Regions from separate parts of the Zea mays genome. Here regions 1, 3 and 4 are each linked to region 2. A link is a contact called in public Hi-C data. All regions are on one chromosome and are shown on one strand. The core of a region is the stretch at or near the end of the contact, and the rest is flanking DNA. Distances in the headings are between cores, read along the strand shown. Region 1 holds the start of LOC103638891 (dnaJ homolog subfamily C GRV2). Region 2 holds the start of LOC103638899. Region 3 holds the start of LOC100283451. Region 4 holds the start of LOC100276378.

Evidence for each region. A called contact is a pair of places that touch in the nucleus more often than the background predicts.
Region 1: a contact with region 2 is called in a Hi-C map of endosperm, with 2.7 times the contacts expected there. The contact joins the promoter of LOC103638891 here to the promoter of LOC103638899 in region 2. A contact is called at or near these places in 7 of 25 Hi-C or Micro-C datasets (bundle sheath, ear, endosperm and 2 more).
Region 3: a contact with region 2 is called in a Hi-C map of leaf, with 8 times the contacts expected there. The contact joins the promoter of LOC100283451 here to the promoter of LOC103638899 in region 2. A contact is called at or near these places in 2 of 25 Hi-C or Micro-C datasets (both in leaf).
Region 4: a contact with region 2 is called in a Hi-C map of ear, with 3 times the contacts expected there. The contact joins the promoter of LOC100276378 here to the promoter of LOC103638899 in region 2. A contact is called at or near these places in 3 of 25 Hi-C or Micro-C datasets (ear, leaf and tassel).

Annotation. Positions count from the first base shown.
Region 1 is chr9:117,206,738-117,210,050 of Zm-B73-REFERENCE-NAM-5.0, forward strand. It overlaps LOC103638891 (dnaJ homolog subfamily C GRV2), which reads left to right and starts at 1,290. Exons shown (of 22, transcript XM_008661674.4): 1 at 1,290-2,141; 2 at 2,836-3,066; 3 at 3,162-3,249. The coding sequence starts at 1,704.
Region 2 is chr9:117,634,687-117,637,832 of Zm-B73-REFERENCE-NAM-5.0, forward strand. LOC103638899 reads right to left here and starts at 1,779. Exons shown (of 5, transcript XM_008661683.3): 1 at 954-1,779; 2 at 1-330. The coding sequence starts at 1,193.
Region 3 is chr9:117,331,242-117,334,137 of Zm-B73-REFERENCE-NAM-5.0, forward strand. It overlaps LOC100283451, which reads left to right and starts at 1,596. Exons shown (of 7, transcript NM_001156352.1): 1 at 1,596-1,937; 2 at 2,045-2,163. The coding sequence starts at 1,866.
Region 4 is chr9:118,030,468-118,033,671 of Zm-B73-REFERENCE-NAM-5.0, forward strand. It overlaps LOC100276378, which reads left to right and starts at 1,676. Exons shown (of 5, transcript NM_001374001.1): 1 at 1,676-1,957; 2 at 2,576-2,695; 3 at 2,859-2,973; 4 at 3,082-3,175. The coding sequence starts at 1,854.

The sequences.
Region 1 (3,313 bases), core at 40-2,539, 430 kb before region 2:
AGCACGAGCTCGAGCCTAGCCATACGACCTCGGCATGACAACTCACATCATCGCATACAACAACTCGAGGTTAGTGTGCTTCTGTAACTCGTCATTCTTTGAGTTATATATCTTCTCTTTGAGTTACTATAACATTGACTTAGAATATTACAGACCCAGCTAGAAACAGAGAGGAGGGAACGTCAGGAGATGGAGGTAAGGATGACAGAGATGTTGCAGTACATGTAGAGTCTTGACACCGCACATGGTTTTGCTCCACCACCTCCGTTGTTCCCTACAGTTGACCCTGTTGAGTTCCATACTCCTATGAGTATCAAAATTCTAGTCTTGCATGATATATATTTCTTTGGTATAACACATGCAATCTCTTCTCTGTACATGGACAATCTGGGCAGCATCCAACAACCCTAATGGATCACCCAACCCATCGCCACACCAGTCCAGTCACCCACCTCTTTAGCTTAGTTGTGATACTTATGTTGGTGAACTTGTGTGAACTTATGTTGGTGAAACTTGTCCTGAATTTATGTTTGAGTTGGTAATACTTATGTTGGTGAAACTTGGTATGAACATAGACATGTTTGTGAAAAACTTGTTAGATTTGTGAAATATGTGGTCTCTGTTATGTATGTGATGATTATGTGATATCTGTGATGTATATGTGATATATCTTTTGTTTGTTTGGAGGGAATAGAAAAAAGGGGTATATTGGACACTTTGCCGAATGTAACACTTGGCAAAGAGGTGCTTTGCCGAGTGTCACAAAGGCTCCATCGCCGTTAACGGTCGACGTGACGACGGTTTTTCTTTGCCGAGTGCCCGATAAAAAGTATTCGGCAAAAAAGCCGTTATCGATGTACAGTTCACCGAGCTCTCCAGCAAAGCCTTCACCGAGTGTTTTCCGGCCTTCGCCGAATGCTTCAAACATTCGACAAAGAGACCGATTCCGGTAGTGTTTCACCGTAATCTAGCTTATATAACCAAACAAGACCGAATTTACTCTTTGTTGATGTAAAACATATTACATGTAATTGTTCATGTCGTCGATACAATTAATATGAAGTTTACTTTGAGAAGGACACTGAAGAAAAACGTAAAATAGGAAGAACCTCGTTAGATATAGAGAAATTAATTTCTTGACGTAGTGTTCGAATATATACAGTGGTTTTAGTGAGGCCAGAAAACATACAATATACCACTGTGTTCTTACTCGTTCTTATCTGTTTGATTATAAAATATAAACAGAACATCTTATATAGAGGGGGAAAAGTAACGCGAAGAAAAACTTCATTCGTGCTGAAGCCAAACACGGAAGCCGGCCGGTCCTATGTTGTCTTGAACGATCCCTCCCCCTATAAATTAAAGCTTCGAAGACAGAGGATAATAGAAGTGAGATCGTAAGCACAAGCAACAGCTTGAAAACGGGCAGAAAATAGAACATTCTTTGAAAAGGAGCCAACGAACCGATCGATCGATCAAGCACCAAGAGAACTCGCGCAACACAAAATCTCTGCAAGGATTTTCCGGCCGCTGCGCCGGCGAGCACCATCCTCTGGCAACCGGCGGGGCAGCAGCAGCATCAATAAGGGGATCCTTGTCTCGCTTCGTGATCGTCCGCCGCGCTGGGGTCGACTCACTCGCGCCACTCTTCCCGTTCCCTACCGTGGTGGCGGAACCCTAATGCGGGCCCGAGTCTAGCCTCCATGGACTTTGCCAGCCGCCACGCCGCAGCGGAGGCTGCCACATCGTCTGCTGCATCCGCCTCCGCCCCCGCGGCGGTCGCTGAGGAGCCTGAGTACCTCGCCCGGTACATCGTCGTCAAGCACTCGTGGAGGGGAAGGTATCGCCGGGTCCTTTGCATCGCCTCTTCCTGCGTCGTCACGCTCGACCCCACCACTCTCAACCTCACCAACTCCTACGATGTCGGCTCCAAGTTCGACCATGCTGAGGCTCTCACTGCCACCGACGAGTTCACGCTCGCAGTCCGCACCGATGCCCGCGGCAAGTTCAAGCCTATGCGCTTCTCATCCCCGCTCCGCCCGGGGATCCTCACCGAACTCCACCGCCTCCGCCCGGTCCAGGACTCCTTCGACTTCCCCGTCCTCCATCTCCGCCGACGCACCCACGAGTGGGCCCCCTTCGTAAGCACACCGCCTTACTGAATTCCCGCTTCTGTCAACTTCACATCCCGCTACTGTCTATTGTGTTGTGCTGCTGTAAACAAAAACTAGCAATGCGAGGCTGTGTTTCATTTTTTAAATAAACCAAGGCTTAGTTTCTGCAAGTAATTTTGCTGCACAACTCTATTCTGATCAGTTGATGCTTCCATGCCAATCTCATATAGTACTACCCTACTTCATGAATGAATTTGTTCATCCTTAAGATAACTTACCAGATCTCATAGCACTAGGCTACCAGTTCAAGCAGAACTATTGAAGACAATTCACATATTTGCACATTCATTCTTGCTCAATTTTTTGTGATTTTTTAACTATACGAAAAATAGGATAACAAATTCTACTATTCAACCTGTGCCACAAAATGTGCTAAAATAGATGATGTGCTAATAAATACTCCCTCCAGTCAGATCCATATGATGTTCCAGAAAGCAAGTTTGGTTTGCATTTAGCTTTAGTTTGTTTGTTGTTCGAAATATCATATATAAGTGACTGGATGTGGTAGATTGTTGTAGTGCACCACTTCTATGGTCATTATTTAGATATCTAGATGATTGCGGAGACCATCTTTAATATATTATAACTCATATAATGCTGTATAGAAAAAATTATCACATGATGTCTAATACTTTGGTTACGGTATCTGAACATTCTGTAGAAACTTAAGGTTACTCCTGTGGGTGTTGAGCTCCTTGAGGCTTCTGGTTATATGCGCTGGTGCTTGGAATTCAGAGATATGAATTCTCCAGCAATTATTCTCTTGGGGAATAGCTATGGGAGCAAGACTACTGAAGGTGGAGGGTTTGTGCTATGCCCGCTTTATGGTCGGAAGTCAAAAGCTTTTATGGCTGCTTCAGGAACTACAAACACTGCAATTATATCGCATCTGGTACACCCTTTTGTCCTCGTCCTTTTTGGTCGTTCCACTCCAGTGATACAGATTTTTTAGTTCTATGTAACTTCCTGTTGTTGGTTATCTTTCAGACGAAAACTGCCAAATTAAAGATTGGATTATCACTATCTGTGGATAATTCACAATCAATGAAAGCGGACGAGTTCATAGCAAAAAGAGGTAGACATATATCTATAGTGAACTTTAGTTCTACTGTATTTTATCGGGGAATCAATTTAGATGT
Region 2 (3,146 bases), core at 529-3,028:
GTTGTCTATATCGTACACGCGCCAACATACAAATGATGAAATTCCAGCTGGTAGTTCAACACCTTTACGTAAAAAGGCAACTTTGCAAGGATGCAGTAGAGAAACAGCAGATGCTTCGTCCTGGTGGAAAGAGTAGAAGATCTCGTTTGGGGCAGCGCTGAGTTGTATATCCTTGTTAAGCTTCACGTCGGTAGGTCTATAAAGCCAACTAACACGTAATTTGGGATGTGCTTCTTCCTTTTTCTCAATCCAACGTATCAATCCAATGAACGGAGGAGCACCGACAGCCCGAAAAAGAGCACAATCCCCTACTCTAATTTCACGACCGTCCTGAAAATTAAACAGCGTGTTAAAAAGTCATCCAATGACCAGCATGTTGCTCCATTCTCTTGTTAGTTAGGTACAAGTTCAACAATTACAACCTCACACTCACAGTCACAGTGCTCGTTATGTTAGCAATCAAACAAGCAGCGGGCAACTGTGTTATTGAAATGAACACCGGCACAAGCAAGGTCTGCCTTGCATCATTTGCAGAAAGTAAAAATACAGCTGCAATAGGAAACTAAGTAATTTGTTAACCCATGCATGCTTATTCACTGGATGACACTTCCCCACGTCGTTTGCAAGGAAAAATTAAATAGGAGATCCTTTCATATGGCGTAACAAAATTGCCAATTTGATAGTGAGCCTGTTCACAGAATTTGATACAATGACGCAAAAGGAACTCCATGCCAATATTTACATATTAGCATGATTGCAGTCGGTAGTAGCACACCCAAACTCAACAGTTTACTCGACCCAAAACCTCAACACGTCCGCCACATGAGCAATCTAGTTATCTACTACTGCAGAAGCTTCAAATAGGTACAAGGAGGGAGAAAAAGGGTTAGCAAACCTCAGTCAGTCTAAACCCACCAAGTTTAGCAAGCAAGTAATACCTAACGAAGACGCACCTTTACAAAGGAACCGGGTGACACTGGGCGAGGAAGATCGATGCACTCCTGCTGCGCCGCCGATTCGGGCGGAAGAGAAGTCGTCCGAGACGGGGGAACAGATGAACCAGAAGGAGAAGTAGCTGGTCCTTGTGCCGGTGGTGGTGGAGCTTCTGCCTCTACGCGTGCCGCTGGCCACATGAGCCGAACGAGACGCCGCCTCCTGACGTCACACCCCTCAGCGCCGCGCCACCCATGCATATCCGGCTCGCTGCATCTTCCCCAACGTCGCCGCCGAACCCTCCTCCTCGCCGAGCTCCGGCGCCGCGTCGCACCACCATCACCAGATCACCGGCACTAACCCTAGGCCCTCCGAAACCCTAGATCCGCGAGCCTCCGCTCTGCGCGCATCCGGACCACCCGAATTCGAGTCCAATCGGCCGATTCGGGCGGACCGCCTCACCCGGCGGGAGCTCGAATCCGGCGGAATCGACGGGCTCCGGTCGGGCTCGATTGGGGGTTTCCAGGCTCTGGGTCAGCGGAGTGGGCTCGGCGGCTTGGACTCGATCCGAGGTGGGGCGGAGGCGGAGAGAGAAAAGGGACAGGGGCAGGGCACAACAGAGACGGCGAGCGAGGTCGGGTCGAGAGATGGGGAGAGAGAAGAGATGATGTCTCGTCTCGACTTGTCCTTGCAGGTCAGGGTCATGACCATGAGAACAATGCAGGATGGGCAAATTCGACCATGCACAGTGACCGCAGCCGCAGGGGACCTTCTGTGCCTGCGCGGCGACGCCGTTCATGTGAAGCCAGTGCACTCCACACGATGCGAAAGTCAAGGCATATCAAACACGGCTTGTGATTTGACACTAGTTGGATTTTTTATTGTGTTTTTAATCCTTTATTTCGGTATTTTACCATATCATGGACTATTATGTGATGTTTTAGGGCTAGTCCTAACAGTCATTCAGGAAATAAAACAAGAATCATGTAGAAATAGTTATGTGACATAAATTTATGATGTTATCACTATGGAAGTGAATTTTCAGCTATGAATGAACACAATAACGAGTTAGTAATAGGTAGCCATTGGGAAAACGAGATGCGAACACTTTTGTCCAAGAGTTGAGCTAATATTGTCAATTTTTTAATAACCAATAGGATTGGAATATGGAGGTCTTGTTAATTCATCTAGCTCCCATGGTTACTCATTTATCTATAATCCTCGCATTTATTTACCCAAACCACACCTCTGCATATAGACGACATCGGTCGGGCCATTTAGTTAAATCAGCGTAAAATGTTAAAAAACAGTGTAGGATGTGGGTTTAAACCCACACCTTGATAGAAGAAGGTTGCGATACACTGGGCGAAGTTGTGTAGCCAATAAGACATCACGCTCAGGTGTTTATAATACTGAATATAAATTATACATATATATATATATATATGATTTTTTAAAAAAATAAAAAATAATCGTGACGGGCCAGCACTACGGGCGAGGCTACGGCCCAAGCACCGCACGACGCTCGCGTCGGGTTGGCCCAGACACTATTAAATGGGTCGTGCCTCGGGCCGGCTCGCCAGACATGGCTCATTTAGCCATTTATACCTCCGTACGATAATGATGGTCCTCGTCTCAGTTGCCACCATCTCGTTCACTATCATGCTTCTTTTCTCTCTCCCCTCATGCCTTCACCTCCGCACCACCCCATTTTCGGTAGAGGGCACAGGAGCAGGCGCCTCCTCCCCGTATTCGTCCGACACCAGCCCCGACACCGACTAGTGCAGTGGCTATTGCATGTCCACGAGGACGTTTCACATCATGTGCGCACCATCGTTTTCACCGTCGTCTGACGTCCCGTTTGTCTTCCCGGCCTTCGTCCTGTTCTTCCTCCCCAACTAGTTGCTCCCGCCCACGGTCGCAGTCAGTCATGCTCCTGGCCTTTCTCTGTGTGTGTCGTCGAGAGGACATGGTGACGCCTGCCACGCTTAGGTTATCTTGGCGATGAGGAGTCCAGATCTGAGATATTAGACAACCAAGGCCTATAGCTATGGAGTTGGTGGTGGTGTTGTGTCGCTTCGGCGGGTCCAGGGTTGGAAAGACACTCGCATTCTCTCGCCCTTCTTGGACTAACGCCTGGTGCGGGCCTCTCGGTTTAGAGCTACTCCGGTTGGGCTTCTTTCCCCGCTTGCGTGCTCTCTCCTTATATGTAT
Region 3 (2,896 bases), core at 346-2,845, 300 kb before region 2:
CACGTTAGATTCTTAATATATTATATATAATATGTATAAATAAGTATTAAGATATTTATTAAATATATTTATTGTTTATTTCTAAACATCAGAGCATCTCTAAGAGCTCTTTAGAAAAGGACTCCTCAAAATCAGTTTTAAGGGTCATCTAAATAATTAGTAGGGGTAGATTTTAATCCTTTCTCCAACAGATCCCTTAAAGCGGCATATTGTTTCTGGTGAATAGAAAACCCCTCATTTGTAGCTATAAATAAGGGAGTTTTAAGGGCTATGAAAAAATTGTGAGCGCTTTAGGGGAACTGTTGGAGACACATTTTTGTGTTTTTCCCAAAAAAACTAGATTCAGGGGAGACTTCTGAGAAGCTCTTGGAGATACTCTTAAGATATGTGTGGTCTAATAGTCACAAATTTTTAGAGAAGGGGACGTGGGTTCGAGTGCTCATTTTGCACTATTTTTTGTGTAGACAGGGTTAGGTGCAGGCGCAGTAGCTGGCCGCCTGCGCCGGAGTCCACGTGACAGGAGAGTAGTATAGATTTTCAGCATTAGCTGCGCCAGCTGATCCTATACGATTCAAGATGATAAGATAGAAATGTGACCCCTAAGGCCTTGTTCGTTTGTGTCGGATCGGTAGGTCGGAACGATTCTAACCGGATTGCTTCTCTAATTTATATAAATTTTGATTAGTTGGAACAATTCCGGGTGCAATCCGATAGAAACGAACAAGGCCTAAGAGAGCTGAAAGCCGACTCGTTTCTCCCCCTGTTTCCATTTTCCAATAATGCGATACAGGCTTACAGCCCAGCAAAATTTGAGCCTGCACGTCCAGGATACAAGCGAGTAAAAAAAAAGGACTCATGAAATGGGAAGTCCATTCCACGACCACGAGACCACTATCTCCGAAAGCGTCTATAGACTTCGGGTACAAGACAAGACCGTAGCATCAGTAGCATGTTCTAGATTTTATAGAAAATATATGGGCTTGTTTACATGGCAGGAGCTAAAACAAAAATAACTAAAATTTAGTTATTTTAGAAGTTAAACTATAAGTGATTAAAATAATTAGCCTCTAAAGAGGAACTAAAATTTAATAAGATTGTTTTAGCTCTTAAATACAAACATATCTTATAGTATAACCTAAGAAACTTGTGTTTTTAATAACAGACGATGTCTATGATAATTAATTTTATTTATCTCGTTTTAAGAATCTATCCGTTTCGTCTTCAAAGATGAGTATATGTGCGTTGTGTTGTGTCTTAAACCGTAGTCTTAGAGAAAATATCATACTTCCTCTGTCCCATAAAAAATGTCGTTTTAATTTAACTTTTTTGATTGAAGTTTAATTGGCTCAGTTTATTAAAAAAATCATCATTATTATTTATTTTCGTTCTGATTTATTTTATCATATAATCTATTTTAACTATGAACTGGATTTTCTACATTTTCACATATATTTTAATGAAGACGAGAGTCAAATTTGATGTTAAAAAGTCAAATGACATTATTTATGAAATATAAAAATAATATAATGTAAAAACCATATACACAGTCGAATTAAAAACGCAGTAATTCGCAGGCGAAGCAGCCTTTCCCTTCCCTACAAAAAGAGGAGACGCGCGCACGCAAACCCGGAGGCCGGGAGGCGGAGGGCAGAGGCAGCACCGTCCCGTCCACCTGACCACCTCCACCATTTTTTCCTCTTCCTCCTCGCCTCCACCCCTTCCCTTCCATCTCTTCTCACCTGGCCACTCCTCTCCCTCTCTCCCGCGCCGATCGATTGGCCCACCCATCGATCGAGCACGGGAAGAAGATTCCAGTCCGGAGAGGTCTCAATTCGATCGGGCTCGTTCTGGTGTGGGTGGGCACCATGGCGGCCACAGAGGCCTCGGCAGACAAGAACGCCGTCTTCCGCAAGCTTCGCACCAAATCAGACAACAAGGTACTGTTGATTCAATTGATCGCGCTTTCTATCGCTCTGTGTGAGTGCCGTCCACGTGACTTTTTTTTCTGTGCGCGAATCGTTCTGATGGTGGTGCACGCGTGCAGATGTGCTTCGATTGTAACGCCAAGAACCCGACGTGGGCGTCCGTCACCTACGGTGTCTTCCTCTGCATCGACTGCTCGGCGGTGCACCGCAGCCTCGGCGTCCACGTCTCCTTCGTCAGGTCGCCTCGCCTCGCCTCACCTCACCTCACCTGCTTCCCTTTCCTTCTCACACTTGTCCATGTACGTGGAACTGTGGCCATGCCCCCGGTGCATGATAGTAATACTAATTTGCTGCAATGGTTGACTGATCGATCACGTGTACATATTAGTAATATTAATCTGCTGCAGTTGGTGACTGATTGATAACGTATTCGTATGTACAACTGCAATATGCAACAAATACAATTACATGAATGAAAATTTTGAATTTTGTTCTACCTGTTGTGATTTTGGTTCTCTTTTTTTTTCAGTTTTATCTGCTTATAATTTTTATGTGTTCTTGTATGCCTGCCACACTTGTTTGGATGCCATGTGATATGTAGTACCAAAGTCTGTTGTGATATGGTGTGGCATATGCATATTAGTACACAATATGCTATACATGAGGGTAAGGTTCAAAATTTTGCTTTAGTTTCATGTTTATTCGTAATTTTGCAGTGTCACCGGAGCAGTATGCTGCAAGGTACATTTGCAAAATTCCTCTATCATGATCCTGAGTGACATCAGTATCATACTATCATGGACTCAACATTGTTGCCATCTGACTTTGAGTAGATCTATTAAATATGAGCTATGGTCCAGGTTGACTTTCTCTGGATGTGATTTTTTGACATATAGGTCTTACATCTTTGGCACATGATATGCTTTTCCCTTCTGATCCTCACCAGTAACATCTTATTTTTTGGGAAATTT
Region 4 (3,204 bases), core at 426-2,925, 400 kb after region 2:
TGCTCTATGTCCTCTCTGACGACTCGTCAGCAGGATATCCTATATGATGATGCAAAAGAATCTAAGTAATGGAGACAGAGACATGAAAAGAGATGAGAAGTTAGGGATTAATATAGGACGACAACAACGAGGAGGAGAAGGAAGCACTCATGGTGATTAGATGGTTGATTAGTCAAGCAAGCAAAAAATAAAGTTTATCTTATCTAGTCTGTTAGACCATGTGTGACGTAGGACAATGATTGAAACTCAACGAGGTGTTGTGCTATGCTACAATTGTTACGTTGTAACTCCAAAGTTATAGTAAAAATAAATATGTTGAATAAGACGATGAAGCTGATACGATATTTATATAATCTAAATCTTACTACTGTATTAGGCTATTCGCAACGGTCACCTCTAAATTTTCCCAATATATGCTACTATGTAGCCACATCAGCAAGAGTACTTCCCCTATATTCACCCTTCCCGTAACGGTTTCCCTAAAAATTCCTCTATCTCTCACTCTATACATAAAATACACATTTATTTCCAACTAACTTCAACTACCTCATTTTTTCTTTTCATTTCTTTCAAACACGTTGCCGGCTACACATAGAGTTTAGATTTTTTTTAATTAATCTCTTTAACAATTTGTTTTCGAAAATTAAAACAAAAAAGAATTTTCTTTGCCATGCCCTACGCACGAATGAGACAATCCATGTGCTCGCTTCTCCAAAATGAAAGTACATATTTAGACGCTGATGTCAAAGGTCGACGACCTGCTTCTCCATTGTAGCCACGTCGGCCGCATCGCCACCATGAAGGCACGAGGGGGAGATCCATGCAACCGGCTCGCCGTGGCGTCGGGCGGCTAGGAATGTCGATGTCCGCCATTGGAGCCGAAGAACACCTACGACGACGACAATTGTTCCGGAGCTCGGTCGAAGTCGACCGCAGGCAATGCCTCCTCAACGTGGCCCCTCGTGTGTGCGGTCCTGCTCGCCGCTGACCTCCATCGGATCGGAGTCCGCCTTCTTGCACCCTAGCCACCGCTTCGCCCGCGCTCCGCCCGATTCCCAACTGTTGTCCAAACCAATCAGAAGGGGGCGGTTTGTGTCGTCTCGAGCTTGTGAAGGAAGGCTAGGGCCAGCGTGAGAGGGAAGGGGAGGGACACCAAGAGAACGTCGGGCGACATGCGGAAGATAGAAGGCGACTGTAGCCACTACGCGATGAACAATGCTCCTGTTTATTTTAGCTTTTTGCAGCTTTTGGGCAAAAGTTGCTGCGGACTGCCAAACGCTCAGCTTTTCAGCCAGTTTCTATAAATTCGTTTGGATAAAAACCATTCAAAATCAACATAAACACATAATCGGTTGAGTTGTTGCAATAGTAGGAATTCGTCACTTTCTAGATCCTAAACCCTATAAACACATTTATCTTCCTCCGCACATAATCCTAATGATATTTAAATTCTCTATCCAACCAGATTCTCACTACAGCCAAATTCTCAAAAAAGCTGGTCTTTGAACCAAACATACCCAATATAAGAGGGGAGGGGAGGCGTTACACTCTGCTGAAGAACGAGTTGTGGAGTCTGCTGAAGAACGAGTTGGAGTCTGGGAGACGTTTAGACAAACACAAGCAAATTTTTTTTCAATCCCGCAGAGGGCAAAACCGTCCAACGAGACAACCCCGCGCAGAGGCAAAAGCCCCACGCTTGAGAGTGAGAAGAAACAGACGCATCGCTTCCTTGTCCATCCTACCTCCCCTTCCCCCCGCCCAAATCCCGTGACGGTCGCCGCCCCCGCCGTGCTCTCGCCCGCGCGGGAGACGACGCAGCACCCCCCCGCGTAGGATCCGCGGCGGTCGGCAGGATGGTGGTGGCCACGGAGGAAATGGTGGTCTACTGCTTTGACACCCTCGTCGCCTATTTCACCGGCGAGCGGCCGCCGCCTCCCGCCTTCGAGGATGGAAACCAGTAAGCCTCCCCGCAGCGATCGAAACCGGGCCGTGTTGCCCCCATATCGAGGAGGTGGTTTTGGATCCATTTCGATATAGGGTTAGGCCAATTCGTGTTAGATTTGGGCAAAAGGCGGCGCCTTGGTAGTTTTGGTTTCGGCTCGGCTCCTGTTGCGACTGATTCGCGATCCGATCTGATTGACTGTTTGTTGGTCCTGGCGATTGCGGAATCGTGTGGTCTTAGTTTTCGTTGCAAGGCAGAGGCGAAGTGAAGTATTCACACTTCAATGGCCACGTACCTCGCCTTTCGACAGTTGCCAGCTTCCTACCTCTAGCGATTGTCTGACGGAGAGGACAAGGAATCTCACTGCTACACATCTGAGATTATGATTTAAGTAGGACAGTCAGTTTAATCCTAAGGCATTCAGATTCTTTGGGAAGTTGGGAGGTTAAACAGGATGAGCTTTCGTGTTCTGACTGTGACGCACTGATGTTTCTTATTCATACTCCAGGATTCAGACTTTTAATTGAGATCCTTTCAACCGTGTAGTCCACATTAATTTGTATGGCTTGTAAGGCATCATTGTTCTAGCATACATGTTTTTAACTCATTGGGTCAATTTTTTTGTAACTTTAGCCCATTGTTTGTGACCTGGAAGAAGGCTGCCAATGGTTCAGAACCACGCCTCCGGGGATGCATAGGAACTCTGGAGTCCCGTCAGATTGTCAGCGGCTTTAGGGACTACGCCCTAACTAGGTGACTATTGTTTCAGTATTGAAATTATGTCTGATCCAATGCTGAAATATCTGGTCGGTACTCAAAATGTTGATGGGCTTATGCTGTAATAAGTAGAAAAGCAATCGTGCACTTTGTATTGGATAATGTTTAGATATACGGTAATCTTGATATCCTCTTGCAGTGCGCTGAGGGACCGACGCTTTCCCCCAATACAATCAAAGGAACTCCCAACCTTGGAGTGCACGGTATCTATACTCACTGATTATGAAATTGCAGAGGACTACCTCGACTGGGAGGTATAGTTCCACACACTTTAAATCTACATGTTCAGATGCTCTTCTCACCTGTTATGCTTATTGTTTCAGCATTTTGTACATCAAAGCCTTTTCTTTCTTGTGAATCAGGTTGGAAAGCATGGTTTAATTATTGAATTTACAGCTCCAGACTCCAACACAAAACACAGTGCGACCTATTTGCCTGAAGTTGCGGGCCATGAAGGTGAAAATTTCCTTTTTCATCGATGCGAT